2 separate regions of the Mus musculus genome follow, and region 1 is linked to region 2. The links are chromatin contacts, called in public Hi-C maps. All regions are on one chromosome and are shown on one strand. The core of a region is the stretch at or near the end of the contact, and the rest is flanking DNA. Distances in the headings are between cores, read along the strand shown. Region 1 overlaps Marf1 (meiosis regulator and mRNA stability 1). Region 2 overlaps Pdxdc1 (pyridoxal-dependent decarboxylase domain containing 1).

Region 1 (2,848 bases), core at 259-2,758, 290 kb after region 2:
AGCTTTCCCTTCCACCTCTTCTGGTTCTATCTGCTTCCCTGCCCATCATAAATAATGCCTCTAAACCAAATAGCAGCTATTGCTTTCAGAGCCAACATCACTCACACAGAGCCTCCAAAATAGCACTCCAACTCTCTCTACATTGAGATTCCAAGGATGCGCTACAACTTTTATGTCCAAAACCAAGACCCAACACAACCTTCTACTCAACAAACTGCTTCCTGTTAAACATGTCCCATATGTTTAGCTCTGCCATCTTGTTTCCTACCCAACACCAGTCCTTTAAAAAAAAAAAAAAGACTGTCTTTAAAAATTATTCTTTGATGTATGTACATGTTTTGCCTACATATATGTCTGTGCACCATGTATGTATGGTGCTCTTGAAGGTCAGAAAAGGGCCAGATCCACTGCAGATAGTTATAAGTAGATGTGAGCTGCCATGTGCTGGGAATTGAATCTGGGTCTACTACAAGAGCAGTCAGTTTTCCTCCTAACTGTTGAATCATCTCTCTAGTCCAGTGGTTCTCAACCTTCCTAATACTGTGACCCTTTAATACAGTTCCTCATGTTGTGGTGACTCCTACCCATAAAATTATTTTTGTTGCTACTTCATAACTGTAATTTTGCTACTGTTATGAATAGCAATGTAGCTACCTGATATGCAGGATACCTGGTATGTTATCCCTGTGAAAGGGTCATTCAACCCCAAAGGGGTCACTATATACAGGTTTGAGAACCTCTACTCTAGCCCACCCACCATCTATCCATCCATCTATTTACTTTTTCAGACAGCCATCTCATGTCTGGAATGCACAGATGAGTATGTCTCGAACTCCTCTGGCCTCCACTCCCAAATGCCAGCCACCAGGTCTCAAAGAGGCTTAAAATTTCTATGTCATAGTTCTTTGTACTCCAATTACATCAGCACACAATTGACTGGCATAGAACATTGCCTCTTTTCTCCCTCTTCCTGAGAACAGTTCTTACCACCACACCTCTCTTCCCCTTGTTCCTCTAATCCACAAATCGGCTCATCACTCAGAATAACTGCATACTCCCCTTGCTGTTGTTGGCTGGACCTCTGAAGCAGCACTCTCTCTTGCCTATACCTCCTTTTCATTGACATTTCTCTTTGACTCACAGAAGATTTTGTGAGATCTCTTTCCTTTAAAAAAAAAACCTCTTTGGATACAGAACAAATGCAAATCCACATTTTCTGCAGTGCCTCATTCAGCCTTTCATTCCACTAATGCCTGCTATGTATCTACTTTACATTGGACAATTAGGAAGATTCTAATTCCTGTCTAAAGTATAGAGCAAGCTCACAAACACCACTGAAAGAATAATAAACTAGTATGTAAGACAGACAGACAGACAAGAAGACTTAGCTTTAGAAGCTATGATGGTTTGAATGAAAACAGTCCCCATAAGCTCTTACCAAGTGGTACTGTTAGGAAGTATGGCCCTGTGAGAGGAAGTATGTCACGAGGGGTAGGCTTTGAGGTTTCAGATGCTTGTGTGACAATAATAGACTAAACCAGCTCCAACGAAATGTTTTCCTTTTTAAGAGCTGCCACAGTCATAGTGTCTCTTCACAGCAATAGAAACCCTAACTAAGACAGAAGTTGCTAAGTGGAATAAAGGGCATAAAGGGCAAGGCCCTCACCCAGCTAACCTTCCACTTTATGAAAAGGAATTAAAGAGATGTAAAAAGGGAGTTAAGGAAAAGCTTCTGGCCAGGCAGGCAGTGCACACTTTTAATTCCAGCACTCAGAAGGCAGAGGCCGGTTGATCTTTGAATTTGAGATTAACCTGGTCTACAGAGTGAGTTCCAGGACAGCTAAGCTTAGGCAGAGAGAGAAACCATTGAAAACAGAAAGCTGTTGAAGATGTAATTAAATAAGCGACCATGTTCCAGCTCCAGGAAGCAGTAAAATTTGGCAGCTTTGGCCACATGGTTCTGGCTTAGACTCAAGAATAGGAGAAAGTTATTGAAATTAGTTTTACCAAGCATATGTCAGGAGTGTACTTGCACAATGGCATAAAATTGCCACTGTGTGACTGTGAAGATGACACCTGGAATGCCGTGGAGACCCCAAAATATTGGAGATACCAAAGCCATGTGATACTTTCCGAGTAAACCAGATAACACGGAATGGAACCAGCCCAAGAGAAAGAAGTGTGCTGCTGCAGTCAAGAAAGCTGAAAGGAGTCAGAGATCTGAAGAGCATTCTGACATCAGACATGCAGAGTTTGGAGTTTGCCCAGCTGGTTTTCAGTCTTGCTTTGGTGCAGTATTTCCTCATTATATTCTATTCCTCCCTTTTGGAATGGTAAGGTATTGTCTATGCCACTGTATGTTAGAAGTATGTGATCTGAGTCGGGCAGTGGTGGCGTACGCCTTTAATCACAGAAGGAGGCAGAGGGAGGTGGATTTTGAGTTTGAGGACAGCCTGGTCTACAGAGTGAGTTCCAGGACAGTCAGGGCTATACAGAGAAATCCTGCATCAAAAAACAAACAAACAAACAAACAAAAAAGAAGTATGTGATCTGCCTTTTTAATTTGATTTTCCAGATTACAGTTAAAGAGACTGCCATGGGTATCAGAGACTTTGAATGCTGGAGTGTTGAGACTGTGATAGACTTTGGGGACTTTTGAACTTGGTGTAAATGCAATTTGCATTACGAAATGGCTATTAAGTCTATGGGGGCCAGGGAGTAGAATGTAGTGGTTTGAATGAAAATGACCCCTATATATGTCCTTGTTGGAACAAAATTGGCTTTGTCAGAAAGACGTATGTTAACTAAGGGTAGATTTTCAGAGTCTCAAGCCAGGCCCAGTGTCTAT
Region 2 (2,920 bases), core at 355-2,854:
TCCATTCTTTAAAAACAGAGTTCTTTTTTTTTTTTGGACAGGGTGTCTCTGTGTAGGCTTGGCTGTTTTCTAGTTCTAACTTGATCTCAAACTCAGAAATTCTGTGCCTCTGGCTCTCCAGTACTGAGATTGTAAGAGTGTGTCACTTCACCAGGCTGAAAGAGATTCTTAAGCCCAGCATTCAGGAGGCACAGGCAGGTTACTCATTGTGAGTTTCAGGCTAATCTAGTTTATAAAGCAAGTTCCAGGCCAGCCTGAACAAGATGGTAGGGTAGGGGAGGAGGGTAGGGGAGGAGAGAGAGTGAGAGGAAGAAGAGGAGACAGAGACAGACAGACAGATGGACTCTTAGATCTATTCTCCTATATCACAATACTTGAGAAGCAGCTTAGGGGCTGAAAGCTAGCAGGGGAATAAGAGGTTTGAAGTCCACACCTTTCCTTCCTCAATGTGACTCCTAAAACCATGCCTAGAAATACAATAGCTTATTTACAGTTTTTAAAAAGTCACTCTCCTTAAAGGAATTTTGAAAGCAAAGCCAATGTTGTAAGTTAGCGACTCTTCTTTCTAAGCACTGCCCTTTAGCTGGCTCAGCCCAGGCTATGTGGTAGGGTTGCAGAGTCTTTGGTTTAGTCACAGGCACTTAGCGTGCTTGTGGAAACTGTTATACTTTTCCATGAGTGAAGACTTTATCAATAAAAAAATAAAAACATATAGAACTTAATTTTATATGATATTAAATTTAAAGCCATGAACACACACACACACACACACACACATCTTACACACAGTTTGGTTTTTTGAGACAGGGTTTCTCTGTGTAGCCCTGGCTATACTGGAATTCACTCTGTAGATCAGGCTAGTATCCCAGCTCACAGCCTGCCTCTGTCTCCCTAGTGCTAGGATTAAAGGCCTATACCTCCACACCTGGCATAAAAAAATTTTTAATCACCTACCTGAGGCTGGTAATTCCTGGAAAAACCTGAACACCACTACTGGAGAACTGAGCTCATCTTCCACCTGCAAAAAGAGAACTGTGCTGTTACAACACTGAAGATAGGGCTAAACATCAGCGGGATAAGACAGTATCTTTGGAAAGAAAATAGGCAGAAATGCTGCTTATACACAAACATTAAAAGGCTCAAAGGGTGTAACTGGCCTGAGGTGACCAATGAAAATGATGGTCCCTCCCTCTCTTGACCCAACAGACTCTATGAAGTCATGCATAAACGAGCAACTTAAAAAAAAAAAGTGTATGAGTTAACCAAGTTATGCTTGGTACCCACAGAGGCCCGAAAAGGATACTGGATATCCTGGAAATGGAGTTTCAGAATAGTGTGAGCCATTATATAGGTGCTGAGAACCAAACCTGGGTCTTTTGCAAGAAAAGCAACTGTTCCTAACTGCAGAGTCATTTCTTCAGCCTAAATCAAGAACTTTTTATACTCAGGAATTTAAAAGAAAATCTTTCATTATCTTTTATAACAGAACAATATGAGCAATGCTCATACTGGCAGCTTAAAAACTACCAGGGTATTGTCAGACGAGTGGCTCAATGTCTCTCCTAATAGATGACAATGATAACACTGCAGAGTAGACTGCATTACTCTGGCATCATGTACTTCCCTCTCCACAGTCAGCCAACCACCAGGCTTTACCACACAACCAAGCAACAATCTGAGGCAGGCTTTTTTGTTGGGATCAGCTCTGGGGATGCTTTCTTTCAGTATTTAACAGTTGTAATCTATCACTGAAGCTTTGAATCCTTTTGTAATTAAATTATGCTGTGGCTGATAAACTTATCAGTAAAACCACAACAAGGAAGTTTCTATGCACACACAGGAAGCAGCTGGCCCATCGATTTTTCTAACTTTTTTTAGGTTATTGTTTTGAGAGAGAAGGTTTTACTGTGTAGCTGGCCTGGAACTCAGTATGTAAACCAGGCTGGTCTTGAACTTAAGAGTAATCGCCCTGCTTCTGTCTCCCAAGTGCTGAGATTAAAGGTGTGTACTACCAGGCCTGGCTCTACTAATACTCTAAGGAGATAAGTGGATGACATTCTGATTAGGCAAGGGTTACATTTACATTTGCTAATTATTTGTGGAGCTGGGTACTTATAATGCTTTCATATCTCTCATCTCTAACTTTCTTTTTTAAAAAGATTTATTTTATGTATATGAGTACACTGTAGCTGTACAGATGGTTGTGAGCCTTCATGTGGTGTTGGGAATTGGATTTTAGGACCTCTGCTTACTTCTGTCAACTTCACTCGTTCAGTCCCTGCTTGCTCTGGCCCAAAGATTTTATTTATTATCTTACATAAGTACCCTGTAGCTGACTTCAGACCAGAAGAGGGTGACAGATCTCATTACAGGTGGTTGTGAGCCACCACATGGCTGCTGGGATTTGAACTTAGGACCTTCGGAAGAGCAGTCAGTGCTTTTACTCGCTGAGCCATCTTGCCAGCCCCTCTAACTTTCATATAAACAAAATTATTAGTGCCTTTACGGGAATAAGGATTTATTGTTTAAGCAGAACGGGTAAGTTCCACAAGCATGGAGGAACTAAAAAGTCACATAACAGAAGGGCCTGGACATGTCTTCAGTCTCTAAAAGAACACAGGGGCCATCCCAGACTAATCCCCAGCAAAACTTTCAATTACCATAGATGAGGAAAACAAGATATTCCATAACAAAGTCAAATCCAGCCCTACAGAAGGTACGAGAAGGAAAACACCAACACAAGGAGGTTAACTGCAAGTCACAAAGCAGGAAATAATCTCACACCAGCAAAGCCAAAAGAGAAGTGTACAATGCAAAACGAAGCAAACAAACCAAGAGGAGTAGACAGTAAGACATAACCAACTTAGGGCTGACAGCAATAAACTAGAAACAAAGAATCAAAGAAACAAAGAGAGAAAAT

The links. Hi-C and Micro-C count contacts between places; a contact is called where the count stands out from the background.
Region 1: a Hi-C map of the HPC-7 cell line shows a contact between it and region 2, with 2.3 times the contacts expected there. The contact joins two enhancer-like sites. A contact is called at or near these places in 2 of 39 promoter capture datasets (the 3T3-L1 cell line and neural stem cells), 23 of 484 Hi-C or Micro-C datasets (the 3T3-L1 cell line, 3T3-L1-derived adipocytes, the C10 cell line and 11 more), 6 of 115 datasets of contacts at active chromatin or transcription factors (embryonic stem cells and pancreatic cancer cells) and 4 of 9 other capture datasets (adipose tissue, embryonic stem cells, liver and 1 more).

The regions. Positions count from the first base shown.
Region 1 is chr16:14,133,718-14,136,565 of GRCm38.p6, forward strand. All of the region lies in intron 13 of Marf1 (meiosis regulator and mRNA stability 1), which reads right to left. Among named protein-coding and RNA genes, the nearest start is that of Marf1, 24 kb to the right of the region's middle. Within about 2 kb of position 1,509, at least 36 of the 459 cell types and tissues checked have an H3K27ac peak or open chromatin away from gene starts, as enhancers often do. A contact at or near this core is called in the HPC-7 cell line and bone marrow-derived macrophages, where this site is marked.
Region 2 is chr16:13,846,772-13,849,691 of GRCm38.p6, forward strand. Pdxdc1 (pyridoxal-dependent decarboxylase domain containing 1) reads right to left here. Exons shown (of 23, transcript NM_053181.3): 14 at 955-1,018. Among named protein-coding and RNA genes, the nearest start is that of Ntan1, 29 kb to the left of the region's middle. Within about 2 kb of position 1,605, at least 20 of the 459 cell types and tissues checked have an H3K27ac peak or open chromatin away from gene starts, as enhancers often do. A contact at or near this core is called in the HPC-7 cell line and bone marrow-derived macrophages, where this site is marked.